2 separate regions of the Rattus norvegicus genome follow, and region 1 is linked to region 2. Evidence: chromatin contacts called from public Hi-C data. All regions are on one chromosome and are shown on one strand. The core of a region is the stretch at or near the end of the contact, and the rest is flanking DNA. Distances in the headings are between cores, read along the strand shown.

The links. A called contact is a pair of places that touch in the nucleus more often than the background predicts.
Region 1: a contact with region 2 is called in a Hi-C map of the A7r5 cell line, with 4 times the contacts expected there. The contact joins two enhancer-like sites. A contact is called at or near these places in 9 of 12 Hi-C or Micro-C datasets (the A7r5 cell line, the Rat2 cell line, Schwann cells and 5 more).

The regions. Positions count from the first base shown.
Region 1 is chr1:232,686,364-232,690,911 of GRCr8, forward strand. It overlaps Dmrt3 (doublesex and mab-3 related transcription factor 3), which reads left to right. Exons shown (of 2, transcript NM_001106358.1): 2 at 798-2,470. The coding sequence ends at 1,759. Among named protein-coding and RNA genes, the nearest start is that of Dmrt3, 14 kb to the left of the region's middle. Within about 2 kb of position 3,293, at least 2 of the 93 cell types and tissues checked have an H3K27ac peak or open chromatin away from gene starts, as enhancers often do. A contact at or near this core is called in the A7r5 cell line, where this site is marked.
Region 2 is chr1:232,525,387-232,529,388 of GRCr8, forward strand. No RefSeq gene overlaps it. Among named protein-coding and RNA genes, the nearest start is that of Dmrt1, 42 kb to the right of the region's middle. Within about 2 kb of position 2,300, at least 6 of the 93 cell types and tissues checked have an H3K27ac peak or open chromatin away from gene starts, as enhancers often do. A contact at or near this core is called in the A7r5 cell line, where this site is marked.

The sequences.
Region 1 (4,548 bases), core at 2,043-4,542, 160 kb after region 2:
TCCTTCTTCAAACATACTTTGAAATGTTGCTGTAGGTCCTTTTGGTGCCCCTACCCCTGTTCACGCAAAAGCACCCATCTACCTCTTGCCACACATGGTAGACAGTTCTCGAACCTTCCAGCCATTTCCTTCTTCTCTCTAGTATCTGTCCTGCCATCCAGAATTTGAACTGGCTTTGTTTGGCCTTTAGTAAGGGCCCAGGCTGCTGACTTTGCCTGGCCCTTTAGTCAGTGGCTTTTTACAAGTGATTCTTGTGGTTGTCTTTCTTTCACTGAGAAGCTATGTCAACTAGTTATTGTACATGATAACCTGATTTAAAAATAAAAACCAGGCTATGGGAAACAGATGTGATTATTAAAGTGCCCTATGGGGAGGTATGCAGCAGGTGATGATGACCAGAGCCTCTCCTGTGGCGTGTGTGTGTGTGTGTGTGTGTGTGTGTGTGTGTGTGTGTGTGTGTGTGTATGTGTGTGTGTTTGGGCCTGGTTCAGTGTCTCACAGCTCTGCTCTGTGAGTAGCTAGTGTGGTGAAATCCAGGCCTTCTGTGGTTACACATTTATGTGGTCATTTGGTTTTAAGGCAAGCTTCCTCTCCTACAGCATTCTGCGAAAACACTGATTGCACAGTCTTCCTTTACTGACCCCAGTCCCTGACTCCCTTTGCCAATAGCTTTTGATTTCTTTTTGACAGGCTGTTATGACCAATTGAGCCAAGCTCCCTCATCCCGGAAGGCTGAGTGCTGCTTGACTCTGAGCACACCAGGAAGGGATTACCCTAACTGTTCTCTTGCCTTACAGATTTGACTGAAGACCGACTTGGGGACAGCAGTTCAGCAGACAATGCTGCGGAGTCCTTCAGTGACAAAGACACCGACCAGAGGAGCTCCCCAGATGTGGTCAAAAGCAAGAACTGCTTCACTCCGGAGAGCCCCGAGATCGTGTCCGTGGATGAAGGTGGGTACGCCGTGCAGAAAAACGGGGGCAACCCGGAGAGCTGCCCTGACAGCCCCAAGTACCACGCTGAGCAGAGCCATCTCCTGATCGAGGGCCCGTCAGGGACCGTCTCTCTGCCCTTCAGCTTGAAAGCCAACCGGCCACCCCTGGAAGTGTTGAAGAAAATCTTTCCCAACCAGAAGCCCACTGTACTGGAGCTCATCCTGAAAGGCTGCGGGGGCGACCTGGTCAGTGCCGTGGAGGTCCTGCTGTCCAGTCGGTCCTCCGCGGCTGGGGCGGAGCGGACGGCCGAAGAGAGCCTGGTGCTGCCCTCCAGCGGCCATATCTTTGAACACACGCTGGGCTCCTACCCTATCTCTTCCTCCAAGTGGTCCGTGGGCTCTGCCTTCCGAGTCCCTGACACCTTACGCTTTTCCGCGGACTCCAGCAACGTGGTCCCCAACCCCTTGGCCGTGCCCCTGCAACATCCTTTCCCCCAGCCACCCCGGTATCCGCTGATGCTGAGGAATACTTTGGCCAGAAACCAGTCGAGCCCCTTTTTGCCCAATGACGTCACCCTGTGGAATACCATGACACTGCAGCAGCAGTACCAGCTGAGGTCCCAGTATGTCAGTCCATTTCCCAGTAACTCCACTAGCGTCTTCCGGAGCTCGCCCGTGCTCTCCTCTCGCACCACAGAAGACCCTCGGATCTCTATCCCCGACGATGGGTGTCCAATCGTGGCAAAGCAGTCCATTTACACAGAGGATGACTATGATGAGAGGTCCGACTCCTCGGATTCTAGAATACTCAACACGTCATCCTAAAGTGTACCTGTGGGTGGTGACTGGGTGACATTTTGTGTGTGCTGGACCTCTCCCCCCCGCCCCCGCCCCAGGGAGAGTCCACTAATACTGTATACTCTTTCTTCCTGTTTGACAAAGTGACTGTGCTTGGTAGTCTTATACATTAGCAATAAAAACATAACTTATTTAATTTCCTGCACTTCACTGGAAAATGCCAAATAGCTCTGCTCTGTGGATTTAGTGCTGAATGTTGTAAATGAGTTTAAAGCTGAGGACTGCCTGGGGAGGCCGGGCCAGTGGGGGATTTAATTGGGGGTGGGGGTCAGCTTTACTCCTAAGTTCAACCTGGAATGTTCCGTGAAATAGTATACTTGAATGCCATTTTGTAAAAGAGGATTCCTCAGGATACCGGAAACCTTAGGGAGTGGCTCTATTGCCAGCCGACAAAGAGTAGGGACACTCATGTTACTCCCGTTCTAAAGAGAGACTGCACTCAGGCTAGCTCGGACGGCACAGGCTCATATTTAAGCTCGGACAGTTTTCAGAGACAAACTCCATTAAGAATCATTCTTTTCACGTGGCCGAATCGAAACATGTGTAATGTCAGTATAAAGCCAACCCCAGCTGTGAACTGCATGAAACGTGTCGCCGCGGAAACGAACACAAGATTAAGCTTTGTCAGGTTAATGTAGCATGCTAAGTAAGGACTCTAGAAAAATAAACTAAGGACATGATCTTGGTTGATGTCTTCTCTGCTTGATGGAAGGAAGATCTCCCTACTAATGCCTGGGTCCAAAACCGAGATACCGTTCAATGGGGACATGTCTTAAACTGGGCATTTCCTGTACTGGCGGGGCCTGGGTTCGGCAGGTGTGGTCTCTGGTTCACTCCCTCGCACTCCAAACTGAACACTGGCAGCAAAACACAGTGAAAATGGGAAACTACTAACAGGATACAACTGAATGAGAGAAAGAAGCAAAGTGTGTCCAGTAGAGACCTGACACGAAACCCATTGGGTACATGAAGTGTGTGAACACTGTCGCCCTGGCAGTCCAGCAGTCTAAGCGTCACATTCAGAATATAGGCGTCAGTTCCCCATTTCCATTTGGATGACTCTAGTATAAGGCAAAGCATTCGGGGCTTCCCCCACTCCCATTCCCCACCCCCGCCCTGCTTCTCTGGGAAAGCATTCTTGGGCTGGCCATACTATAACTTACTGTTCCTGTTCTCCGGAATGCTTGAGAGGGGGTGATGACTGCTTAGGTGAGACCATCACACCTTATGAATCTAAAAGGGAAAGAGAACAGTCAGAACAGAAGGGCGTCCACATGAGGAGATGTAGGGAGCACCCCTCAACAAGTGTCAGCTTTGAGGGGCTCTTGTGTGGTGGGAGAAGGATCACAGCTCACCCTGAGACTCCTTCAAGCCCAGAATGGCTCTGGAGGAAGGGTCTTATTCAAAAGAAGAATCTCATCTTTGTTTCCGCACGGTGCCTCTGGGATGGGCAATCTTGAGAAAGATTTCTTTGTGATGCTTGGACTATTAATGTATTTTGCGTGGACATAGTTAACATACCAGAGTGCTTGGAAGTAAATACCATTTTGGTGTTGAGGCTCTGTGTAAACGTTGGTGCTTCCAGAAAAGCGAAAGAGAATAACTTGCCCTTTGAACTTAAAGATGTGACATGGCCCTGGTGTCTAGTGTCTGAGTCCACCCAGGGCAAATGCATTTTAAAAGACATTTGAATTCTCCTGGTTTTCCTACCTTTGTTTAACAAGTGGTGTCGATGATATGTTTGAACCAAGCTGTTACGAAGTCTGCCTATAGATGTTACTTCAGGGTGAATGGTCCCCAAAGGACCGAGAATTGGTTGACATGGGTCATCAATGTCTTAGACTTCTTATGGAGGACGGCAAAACAGAAATATCCGTGAGACAGTTTACTTGTGTGCTGGTGAGGGTCTGGTCCCTCCCCACACCCTATGTTACCTTTCGAAGAAAGAAATATTTTGGTGAGATAAGAGAGGGCTGGGCTCTTGAGTGAGAGTGGGTTCCTAGGTTCCTATATCCGGTTCCCTCTGCATTCCTAGTAGTCAAGCCCCTCTGGTTAAAGAGGTACAACTTCTCAGATTCTGACCCAAGATCATCCTGTTATATCACATAGAGCTCAAGTGAGCTGGGTATACCTGACCATAAGTACTCAGCGTCTCTTCCCCATGCAGGTAAACATCTGGATATTGTGGTCAGGGGGAAATCACCTCTTCCAGAAGAATTCCAACCATCACATAGCAACTGGGTGCTTGGCTGTGGACTTGGCGATATTCACTCTTTGACCTGGAAGCTCGTCCGGTCTGATTAGAAGTTGATTCACATTGAACTTCAGTCTCTCTGTTCCCTTCTGGTGAGGTTCTGTCTACTCCCAATTTTAGTTAAATGCTTCTTTCATCTAATTTGTCGAGAACCTGTTAGTTGTTCTGTAATCCTTCTGTCTCAAAGTGGTTTGTGCATCCTGGGGCTACATTTCCAAGGCAAATTCCTGAACAGATCTTGCCATGAAGTCAGAATCTCTGGCCTCCGGGACAGTACACATGATTGCCCTCTCGAGGTAATTTGTGAATTCACTAGATTAGAGAACGGTTTCTCTCTCTCTCCCATGGTGCTTTTCTTCTCAGACCTGTGCTGAGTGAAAGAATCGAGGGTTATAAACTCTTAAACTGAAATTCTCAGTCTACCTTTACCTGGTAAGGTAAACCTCACTGGGTAAGCACCTGAGTGCATTCTCTAAGTCTCATACACACAGGGTTATTTACT
Region 2 (4,002 bases), core at 1,050-3,549:
AACCCTGAATTTCGATCTCTGGGTCCAATATGGTGGAAGGAGAGAAACAACACGCTCAAGTCTTCCTCCATACACTGGCCAGGGCACATGAACTCCTCACCCCTGACACAAATAATACACAAGCTACAGGATTCCTAGCTCGGACTACAGTCTGGGTTACTCTCCCACTCCCAAGAGCCTCTTCCATTTAACCCTGTGAAGACAGAGCGTTGGGAGGGTGCTACAAAGAGCTCCTCCACCCTGCGGTGCCACAGATGGCCAGAATGCCTCTGATCCAAATGTCCTCTTAAAAGTCGCTACTGTAAGTCAAGGATTCCAGTCTCCTGTGCGGACTAGCCTGTCACCCTGGTGGATTCTTCGGCTGCTAGCTCAGAAATGGGAGAGGAAAATGTTCCAGCCCCAGACGGGGGCTTGGTTTTAAGTGTCAGAAAAGCAAAGAACACCTGCGTTCGTAGGCTGTGGAACCTGGCCCCAGAGATGGAATCTTAGGCAATACAGAGAAATGATCGCAAGTATTGAGGACTCAGAATCCGATCTGGTCCAGCCTTTACTGGCTGTGGCTTTGGATAAGTTCCTACTTAGCTCCAGCCACTGAAACTTATAGGCTGCTGAAGGACCCAGTGAGCTAGCCGGCAGGCACTTAGGAGACCTAGAAGGCTTTGTAAATGTCTGCTAGTGTCATTTCTCTCGTTTCTTTTTCTTCCTTCCTCCCCCATTTCTTCTTTCTTTCCTTCCTTCCTCCCTTCCTTCCTTTTCTGGTACTAGGAGCTGAACCTAGGGCTTTGCAAATGCTAAGTGAAACTTCTATCACACAACTCTATCTCCCTGCCTTTATTACCACTTTATATTTATTCTTATTTTACAACAGGGTCTCCCTAAGTTGTTCATGTTGGCCTTGACATCATTATATAGCCCAGGCTACCTCGAACTTATGATCCTCCTGCCTCTGCTTCTTAAGTAGCTGGGACTGCAAGTGGGCACCACGCCATTCCTGTCAACAAAAAACAATCCTGGTTGGATAAGGGATCTGCTGTCATGCAACCACGAGCGATCTCCATGGGAAAAGTAGTAGCTATTTCCGAACCCCAGGATTAGAGTTTGGTTTTCATTTTTACATAGTCTAAGAGGTTTCCCACAAGAGGATCAATTGCTTTCATAGTTAGGAAGCTTGCTTTTTCTTCAGGAGGCATCTTCAGACACATCCACGTTGAAAGGGGAGCAGCAGTAGCATTGCTGGATTTGGTCACTCCAGCCTGAACCCTTCCCCCAGGCGGCTGCTCCCCCTCTGCTCATCAGGACAGGTTCCCATGAAGCTACTCAGGACCTACTGCAGAAGCTGACAGTGCTTTGCTGATCATGATGAACTCTTAATGTGCCTCACCAGGAACAAGGACAAAAGACTGAATTCCCAACAGTAACTCTTTTTTTTTTTTCTTCAACACCTGCACAGTGGAGGGAGCCATTGAATAAGCAGCAATTAAAAATGATTTCCTGGTGACTCTGAAATCCAAACCTGTTGACTCAGTCAGCCCCACTTCACTCCATTCAAATCCACAGACGGTGATAGAGAAAGTCCTTACCTGTTTGGATGAGACCCAGGTGAATGGTACACACAGATGAGCAAACCTGTCAGTTGGCAGAGTGGAGCAGGCTGTGGGATTTAAATATCAGGAAGGTTTTAAGAAAACTTGGGGTCAGGAGAAGTCCCTGGCCAGGGAGGCTGCTTCTTTATTAAGGGGAACAAAACAAAACAACAACAACAAAAAATACAAAAAAACCCACCAGAGACCGCCAAGGATTAGACAAGTCTGACCTGCTCACCCTGGCTGAAGGAGAGAAAAACAAATGTCTTTTTGAGTTCAGAGGGCACTGTCCTGGGAAAAGGCAATGATTAGCATTTACATCTGAGCCCAGGTTTGTAACAAAGAAATTGCTTCATAATTTAAAAATTATTCATTCCCACCCTACGGCCCGGTCTCATCCCAGGAAGTAATAAGTCAGCTGTATCCAATGAGGGGGAAAAGATAATAAATAAAAGAGTAGCAATTAATTGTGCATCTCAACGGAAGGGACCTGGGCTGCTGGCTCACGCACCATGGGTGGCTTGTCAAGTTTAGCTCCATTATGACTGTCCGTGTTTCAAATGATGTCTGTGCTCACAGCTCAGTGAGTGCTGGAACCACAGGCCCTCCATATAGAAAAGCGCCTAAACTTAGCATAGATTGTAATAGGATTCTATCATTTGTACAGTGCGAGGCAAAGCGCTGGAAATGGCAGTTTAATGAGTCATGCAGAGTGGCTTAGTGCTCAGTCACCGATTCTATTATTTCTCCTTCAAAGGCCACTGGAAGCAGCGTGACAGAGCTGTTTTCTAGATGCTTTACTCTGTGTGTGTGTGTGTGTGTGTGTGTGTGTGTGTGTGTGTGGTAATTCTTGCCTGTCTCCTTGCTATTTAAAGAAACAAAGACCCTTCTTTTTGGCTTCCACATGCGGTAGGCATGTATGTGGTGCCCTGATATACATGCAGGTAAAATACCCCTACATATAAAACAATAAGATAAAATTAAATGAAATAAAAAGAAAAAAGCATCCCGGAACCAAAAAACTGCAGGTCTTCTGGCAAACCAGATAGTTACCAGATCCACAACAACAACAACAAAAAAAACAAAAACAAAAAAAAACCAAAAACAAAACAACAAAAACAAAAACAAACAAACAAAACCAAAACCAAGAAGACGCTTGAAATTTGTGGCCCATTGAACCTGAACTTTCCTGGGCTCTTCTGGCTTGGTCGGATTTGGAAACAGGTGCAGGTAAGAGCCCTTGATGAAATGTGGTAAGAATTTGCTGCTTCTCAACCTTGTCCTTGGCCGTAGACCCCTGAAGGTGCCCTCAGCAGCCCTAACAGGCAAAGGTTTCTCTGCTTGAACGGCAAATCTAATTTGAACAGGGCACTAATTCTTCTGTTTGCCGCCCTCCATGTTTTCAGCTCCAGGCCGTAATTTCACCTGCCAACCCAGGTAAATAGTCTTTAATCGCACAAAGGCTTCGAAAGGTTAGCCTGGCCTTGATTTTGTGCTGAGATTCTGTACTCTCACCACAGAGCGAAACCGAGAGTCAGTCACCCCAAAGGGTCACCTCCTTGTTGTATTCTTGGGAGAGAAGGCTGGTTATGCCCACTTAACAAATTCAACCCTTTCAAACCTGCCCTGTCCTCTCTCTTCATGAGAACAAACCAAAGGAAACAAGAATGTCTTGTTTGTCAATCACTTCCGACCTCCCTTCATAGCCCCTGTGAGGTCTGGTAGGTGGGATCAGGGAAAAGAAGAGACAAGTTTGGAGAGGAGAATTTGCAGCTGAATGTGAATGTGACTTTCCCCGACATTTAAAGGCATAGCACTCAAGGAAGAAAAGAGACAAAATTCAAAATGATGGGGACACAGAAGCTTGACAAGGAGATGATACAACCTCTACCAACAGAAACAGGAGGAAGGATCCTTTAAGGACATTCCATGCCATAGCAAGTTTTCTCTGACCATGCTCTCGTTGTACAAGGCTATGCATGAAGGATCCCAGAAGCTTCAATAAGCTGCCGTCTGTGCCGGCTAGTTTTATGTCAACTTGACGCAAGCTAGAGTCATCAGAGAAGAGGGAGCCTCAATTGTGAAAATTCCTCCATATGCTCTGGCTGCAGGTGAGCTTGTAGGGCTCACCTTAATTAGTGATTGATGGGGGAGGAGCAAGCCCATTGTGGGTGGGTCCCTGGGCTGGTGGTTCTGGGTTGTACAAGAAGGCAGGCTGAGCAAGACATAAGGAGCAAGGCAGAAACAGCATCCCTCCATGGCCTCAGCACCAGCTCTGGACTCCAGGCTCCAGCCCTGTTTGAGTTCCTGCCTTGGTTTCCCTCAATGGACTATGCAGTCAAACAAACCCTTCCTCTGCAGGCTGCCATTGGTGTTTCATCACAGCCAATAGTAACCCTAGCTAGGACAACTTTGTAAT